Regions from separate parts of the Mus musculus genome. Here region 1 is linked to region 2. Evidence: chromatin contacts called from public promoter capture Hi-C data. All regions are on one chromosome and are shown on one strand. The core of a region is the stretch at or near the end of the contact, and the rest is flanking DNA. Distances in the headings are between cores, read along the strand shown. Region 1 overlaps Amz1 (archaelysin family metallopeptidase 1). Region 2 holds the start of Grifin (galectin-related inter-fiber protein).

Region 1 (3,190 bases), core at 103-2,602, 170 kb after region 2:
ACACACAGACAGACATACACAGATACATACACACACACAGGCACACACACAGAGATGCACACAAACATACACACAGACAAACACAGACACACACACAGTTACACACATATATACACTCGGACACACACATACACTTATACACAGAAACACATACACAGACATACACTCAGACACACACAGACACATGTACATGTACATAGACACACACACACAGAAACACACAAACACACACACCTATCTGACTCACAAAGTGATCTTGAGAATTTTCTTCCTTCCTTTCTTTTTTCCTCAGTGTTTTGAGACAGGGTTTCTCTGTGTAGCCCTGGCTGTCCTTGTTCTGAACTCACTCTGTAACCAGGCTGGCCTGGAACCCAGAGATGCCTCTGCCTCCTGAGGCTGGGATTATAGGTGTGTGCCACCACTTTCCAGCTTCTAAGGAATTTTCAGAGTGGCCAATATGGTGGGCAAGATTAACATCTGAGGGGTTCAGGATGTCTGTGGTATCAGGGCCTCCCTTTTTTTCTCCTTTTGAAGAAGTTGTGAAGTAGACCCTCCTGGGCTACTGCAAAGAAATGACACAATTCCAGTTACAGAGAGGTAATTCTGGGAGTAGTCGTGTGGCTCAGTGGTAGAGCCCCTTCCTAGACTCCCCCAAGGAGGGGCTGGGGGAGTGGCTCAGTGGTAGAGCTCCTGCCTAGAATCCCCCAGGGAGGGGCTGGGGGTGTGGCTCAGTGGTAGAGCTCCTGCCTAGAATCCCCCAGTGAGGGGCTGGGGGTGTGGCTCAGTGGTAGAGCTCCTGCCTAGAATCCCCCAAGGAGGGCTGGGGGCGTGGCTCAGTGGTAGAGCACCTGCCTAGAATCCCCCAGTGAGGAGCTGGGGTGTGGCTCAGTGGTAGAGCTCCTGCCTAGAATCCCCCAGTGAGGGGCTGGGGGGTGTGGCTCGGGGATAGGCTTTACTCAACTTAGGTCAGGCCACAGGTTCTATCCCTAGCACTGAAAGAAAGAAGAAAGAAAAAAAAGAATGAAAGGGAGAGAGAGAGAGAGAGAGAGAGAGAGAGAGAGAGAGAGAGAGAGAGAGAGAGAAGCTGACATAGCTACAACCCTGAAGCACAATTCAGAGGTCACCGTAAGACAGCACGGCCCCTGGGCTTCAGCTTGGGGTGCTTTGCTTGCGTGCAGGCCTGGGGCAGAGCGTGGAGTCTAAGTAGGTGGTGTGATTGGCTTCCAGAAACAAAAATAAGCTGGTGGGATGTGTGAGGAGTCAGGTGCTTAGCCGCCTGCAGGGCCTCCATGGCTCCGCACTTCCTCCTCTGCAGGAGCTGGGTGTGGGTGCGTGCGAGGGCAGAGGAGGCAAGCGGCGCCTTGCCTCCCGTGGTCTGTGTTATGTGTTCCTGTCTCGGTTGACTTCCCTGCACTGAGATGCAATAGGAAGCTCCAAGCAGCCAGTTGCTGGAGCCAAGCATGACCTGAAAGAAACACTCCCAGGAGGGAGGATGCTGGTAGGCACTGAGTACCACAGCGGGCAGTCCCTCCGCCTGTCTACCTGGTTGCTTGCCTACAGTTCCAGGTTGCTGTGGTCAGCATGCTGGCTCCTGACTGTTAGAACTGTATCTTAGACCATGTTCACACTCTAGAAACCAGGGTCTGGGAGACACTGGGGCGGCGTCTTCCCCAGAAGACAGCCCCTGGGTGCACACGATGCTCCTGCAAGGAACCCTATGGTTTGGGAGGAGGGTCTGGGTGGCTCTGTGAGGGGACAGGGTGGGTCTTGTGATCATAAAAGGCAGGAGGAGCAGCCTCTGCCTTCCGTGAAGGAACCTCCCTAGCCTTGAAGGGTAGATACCTCCTTATATATGCCTGGCTTCTCTGGGCTCAGAGCAGGGGTGGAGTCCTATGGAAATGCACGTCCATACTCAATTCTGGAATGAGGAGATGGCTCAGTGGGTAGAACGTTACCACATAAGCATGGATAAGGGATTCATAAGTTTGAATCCCGAACACCCATATGAAAGACTGAGGTGGCAGCTCTGTGGGCCTGATGACCAGCCAGGCTGGTTGGACTTTTAAGCTCTGGGTTCAGTTAGAGACTCTTTTTCCAAAAGTCAGGTGGATAGCGATAGACTTGACATCAGCCTCTGCTCTCCTGCCCCCAACACACACACACACACACACGCACACGCACACACACACCGCACACCGCACACACACACACACATAAATGCATACATGTCCACACCCCTTTATACTTGATTTGGGTTGTAGTGTGTGTAGATGAGATCATTCTGACTCCAGTTCACAGGAAAACTGTGTTTTGTCTGAGAGACAGTCATGTGTGCTCAGAGCAGTGACTGGGCCCCATGTGTCCTCCACAGGGGGTCAGCAGGCTTTTTTCTGCTCACCTTGCTGAGAAGTTTCAGAAGAGGCAGAATTAAGCCTCGTGGTCTCTCAGTCCAGCCTCCATCTTCTGGGAGCCCTGAGCGGGTACTCTCTAAGCCTGAGAGAAGGTTCTACAAGAGACCGTGGCTGTCCCCTGGGAGATTCATGGCCCGGAAAAGGAAATCAAAGGAGTGGCCAGCGGCCAAACACACGGCATGGTGCAGTGCAAACCACCCCAGGAGTTCAGCTTCGGGCCCCGGGCCCTGAAGGATGCCCTGATCTCCTGTGACCTGGCCCTGAAGCAGATGTATACCTCAGCCTTTTCCCCGTCGGAGAGACTCTTCCTGTCTGAGGCCTACAACCCTAACCGGACTCTCTTCAGCACACTGCTCATTCACTCAGCCTATGACTGGCTCCTGAGCCGCCCTGAAGCCCCTGAGGATTTCGAGACCTTCCATGCTTCTTTGCAGCTCCGGAAGCAGAGCCTGGCCCGGAAACACATTTACCTGCAGCCCATAGGTAGGAGAGATGGGCTGGAGTCATCTGGACTCCTGGGGGTGTGGCTCAGTGGTAGAGCCCCTGCCTAGAATCCCCCAGTGAGGGGCTGGGGCGTGGCTTAGAGGTAGAGCCCCTGCCTATAATCCCCCAGTGATGGGCTGGGGTGTGGGTCAGTGGTAGAGCCCCTGCCTAGAATCCCCCTAGTGAGGGGCTGGCTCAGTGGTAGAGCACCTGCCTAGAATCCCCCAGTGAGGGGCTGGGGCATGGCTCAGTGGTAGAGCACCTGCCCAGATCCCCCAGTGAGGGGCTGGGGCATG
Region 2 (3,384 bases), core at 350-2,849:
CTTACCCTCAGCTCAGGCTCCACTTGGCCAATTCCACCTGGGTTAGTGTGTGAGGACATGGCGGGCACCTTACCCCCAGCTCAGGCTCCGCTTGGCCAGCTCCACCTGGGCCAGCCGATGCTCACTGAGCACTCGCACTCTGGTGATGGTGGCCAGCGGTCGGTGCCGATGTGGGAACTGGAGCACCTTTTGTTCCTGGGCATAAATGTGGAAGTGTTCTGCGTCTGCACTCACCTCCATCTGAGGGGAAGGGAAAGTGTGTGTGTGTGGGGGGTGTCTCTGGGCCCCAACCACAGAAGCCTTCTTGGCTGTCAGCAATCTCTCCAGGCTCCACCCAACAGCAGCCAAGTGTGAGCCAGGACTATTCATTCAGCTTGGCTCCTCTTTGTCTCTCTGTCTCTGTCTCTCCCTCTCTCCCTCTCTTCTCTCTCTTCTCCACGTGTTCTCAGCCAGCCTCTACCTTTCTTCCTCTTTCTGTCTTCTCTCCTCTGTCTTTCTGTCCTTCTCTGCCCCCTTTTCTCTGCCACTATCCCCTTTCCACGTTGCCTTCCTTTCCCTCCAATAAACTTCATTTTGTACTAGGCCTGTTGCACGGTGCTGATTCCTCGGGGGGGGGGGGGGGGACGGGGACGACGACACATTGGCCTGGCCCACCAAGGTGCTCATTGGCCTGGCCCACCAAGGTGCTCCCTCCTGCCGCATTTTATAAAACACAACCCTGGCTACTTGGCAAAGCATGGTGTGGACCACCTGGTCCTGAGTTCCTAGCTGGGGATCCCTCTTTTCACCAAGAGAAGGTGGTTAGTAGCCAGAGAGAGAGAGACACCCTGTGAACAAACTCCGTGAAAGGAGGCCACTCGGCCCAGCAGGGTGCACCAGCCCATGCATTTATCCTCCGCAGTCCCTGTCTTCACGGGTCCTAGGTGTCCCACCCCACCTCTCCTTCCTCCCACAGACCCCATCACCTCAAAGGGCTCTCCCAGAGTCAGTGGGAATATGCTGGACACCTCCTCCTGCCCCCACCGTCCTCCCTGGAAAGCATTGCCCACCACCGTGGCGCTGGAGAATCGAGGTTTGACGTGGAAGGCGATGTCTCCGGCGTCTGTTAAGAAGTTGATCTCGAACCTATGGGTGGAGAGTGTGATTAGGGTCAGGAGTGTGGCTGGAGGGTCCCGACCCCAGCGAGGGAGGCTCTTACTTCTCTTCTCCAGCATCTGCATGTCCCTGGACAGTCAGGCTCCAGCCAGGGGCCAGACCCCCTGCACAGAAGGCTTCGAACTGAAGGCAAAACACAGGGGACAGAGCCCCAGAGGGCTGCAACCTCCTTCCTCCCCATCAAGTGTGCTGTTTATTCAGGGACACCGGCTCCCACCAAGCCCAAGCCTCTACTTCCATGTTGCTCTGGGTGTGGTGGTCCAACCTTACCCCCACAGCCTCTCTGCTTGGGGGCTGAGGAGAAGCTATAAACATTCCCAGCTCTATAGTGGAGTAGGTGGCCCCACCAGGCGCCCACCCCCCCACTCCACTTCCTTCTCCAGCATTTGCAACCTCCCTGGGCTGTGGATCTTACCCACCTGCAGTGTCATTGCCCTCAGCCACTGGGTGTGGGGATGAGGCAGCTGGAGATATAGCAGAGCCCGCTGGGGCGGGGCATGGGGGCCCCACCTCTAGGGGCCTTGTCTGGGTCACATGGACCTCTGTGCCCCATTTTTCCTCCCCCCTCAGGCTAACCCTGCTGGAGAGGGGGCTGGGTACATGGCTTAGTGGCAGCGCTCTTGCCCTGGGTTCATCAGTGAATACACTGGTCCTTTCAACATACTTCCCCAGGTCTACCTAGCTCTGCCACCAGCACTATTCAGGGTCTTGTGCACATCTGGGGATACATCACCCATCTTTGTAGGGAGGGTGTAACCAGGGCCCCCCCCAACTCCCATACTCCAGAGCCTCACACTGACCCCATCGGTCTCAAAGAGTGAAGAAAGTGTGTCCTCCTATAGAACCCTGGCTGACCTTATGACCTCAGTCTGACCATCCATCAACTGTCTACCATACTGGGAATGTGTCCCTGATCCAGTCCCCTTCCATCCCAGGGCTGCCCCGCTGCAGTGGCTCAGTGGCCTCAAGGGGATGAATGGGGATTAGGCCTGGCTCTGCTCAGCACATTCCAGTGTCCAGTCTACAGATGGGGAGGGCCTTTCCCACACCCCCACGCCTCTCCTGGCCGGCTGCCTCTTGGGCTGAGCCAATGAGAAGGATCCACTGGGGCCCTCGAGGCCACCTCAAGGATGGAGGAGAGAAGCCCAAGTCTGTGGGGGCGGTTATGGGGGCCTCTGGGACTCTCTGAAGGGGGAAGTTGGGTCACAGTGTAGCTGTGGTGGGGGCCCAGAGCCTTGGGGGTAAAGCCTGCAGATGAGTGTGTAACAAGCACGTGTCTCCTTTTCTCCTGTCCCCGTGGGTCCCCTCTGCCACCGTTCTTCTCTCCAGGCCCTGGCAGGGCTGAGCCTCTGGCCTGCTTTGCCTCTTCCCAGATACCGCTGCACGGATGGACACAGTCTGGCAGGGAGCTATGGGTACCAAGGTCAAGCAGGACACAGAGATGGCTCACTAGCATGGCAGGGTTGGCTGAGCCTGCAGGGGGCAGCCCAGAGCAACAGAGATTCCCTGGGGTGAGCCTGCTGGACCTGCCTGGCTGGGTGCAGAGTCTGCAGACCCCACATGCTCACCTTCCTGGAGGGCCATGGGGAAGAAGTACCATCAGTAAGTGCTTGCTGCGCAAGTAGGGGGATCTGAGTTTGATGCCCAGCACTTGTGCAAGGCACAGAACACAGTGGTCTGTGCTGGGGTCTCCAGCCAGCCAGTCAGGAGACCCTGGCAAGTCCCAGGTCCCTGTGACAGTCTCTCAAAACCACACACACTAAAGCCCTGGGCCGCAGGGCCCACTAGGAGACTGCAGGCCGGCTTCATGGCTTTCCCCTTCTCCTTTCCCCTATGTAGGGATGCTGCTGGGACGAGATGTCCATCTTCAAATTCTCTGGATGTGCAATACAGTGCTGGTTGGTACCAGAACTCAGGGCTGGGGTCAAAGCCCACAAGTCAGGAGTGTGGACAGGTTCTAACCCCCTGGCTACCTTGAGCCAGTGGCCTTCTGTGCTTCACAGCCACGTGCTGGAGTTGCTAATGCTGACCTCTGTCACCTCCTCCCCTTAGTGCTCCCCCCCCCCCACACACACACACCCAGTGCCTGTCTCCTTGATGAAGGAAGGTAAACAAGACAGATGTGGCTGAGCAGGGGAACTGGGTCAGCCCACTCCACCTCCATCTTTCCTAGGATGAGAGGAACATCGACGTGGGCACCTTGTTCTCCGGCTCTTGCAGCCTGGAGGC

What was found. Promoter capture Hi-C pulls out the DNA fragments that hold promoters and counts their contacts.
Region 1: a promoter capture Hi-C map of hippocampal neurons shows a contact between it and region 2, with 4 times the contacts expected there. The contact joins the enhancer-like site here to the promoter of Grifin in region 2. A contact is called at or near these places in 9 of 39 promoter capture datasets (the 3T3-L1 cell line, embryonic stem cells, frontonasal cranial neural crest and 4 more), 7 of 484 Hi-C or Micro-C datasets (B cells, ECoMG myeloid progenitors, the HL-1 cell line and 4 more), 2 of 115 datasets of contacts at active chromatin or transcription factors (embryonic basal ganglia and pancreatic cancer cells) and 3 of 9 other capture datasets (adipose tissue, liver and pancreatic islet).

Annotation. Positions count from the first base shown.
Region 1 is chr5:140,738,694-140,741,883 of GRCm38.p6, forward strand. It overlaps Amz1 (archaelysin family metallopeptidase 1), which reads left to right. Exons shown (of 8, transcript NM_173405.2): 3 at 2,372-2,894. The coding sequence starts at 2,591. Among named protein-coding and RNA genes, the nearest start is that of Gm30745, 9.4 kb to the right of the region's middle. Within about 2 kb of position 1,353, at least 27 of the 459 cell types and tissues checked have an H3K27ac peak or open chromatin away from gene starts, as enhancers often do. A contact at or near this core is called in the HPC-7 cell line, bone marrow-derived dendritic cells and hippocampal neurons, where this site is marked.
Region 2 is chr5:140,563,468-140,566,851 of GRCm38.p6, forward strand. Grifin (galectin-related inter-fiber protein) reads right to left here and starts at 1,600. Exons shown (of 5, transcript NM_030022.1): 1 at 1,575-1,600; 2 at 1,199-1,278; 3 at 966-1,125; 4 at 74-240. The coding sequence starts at 1,586.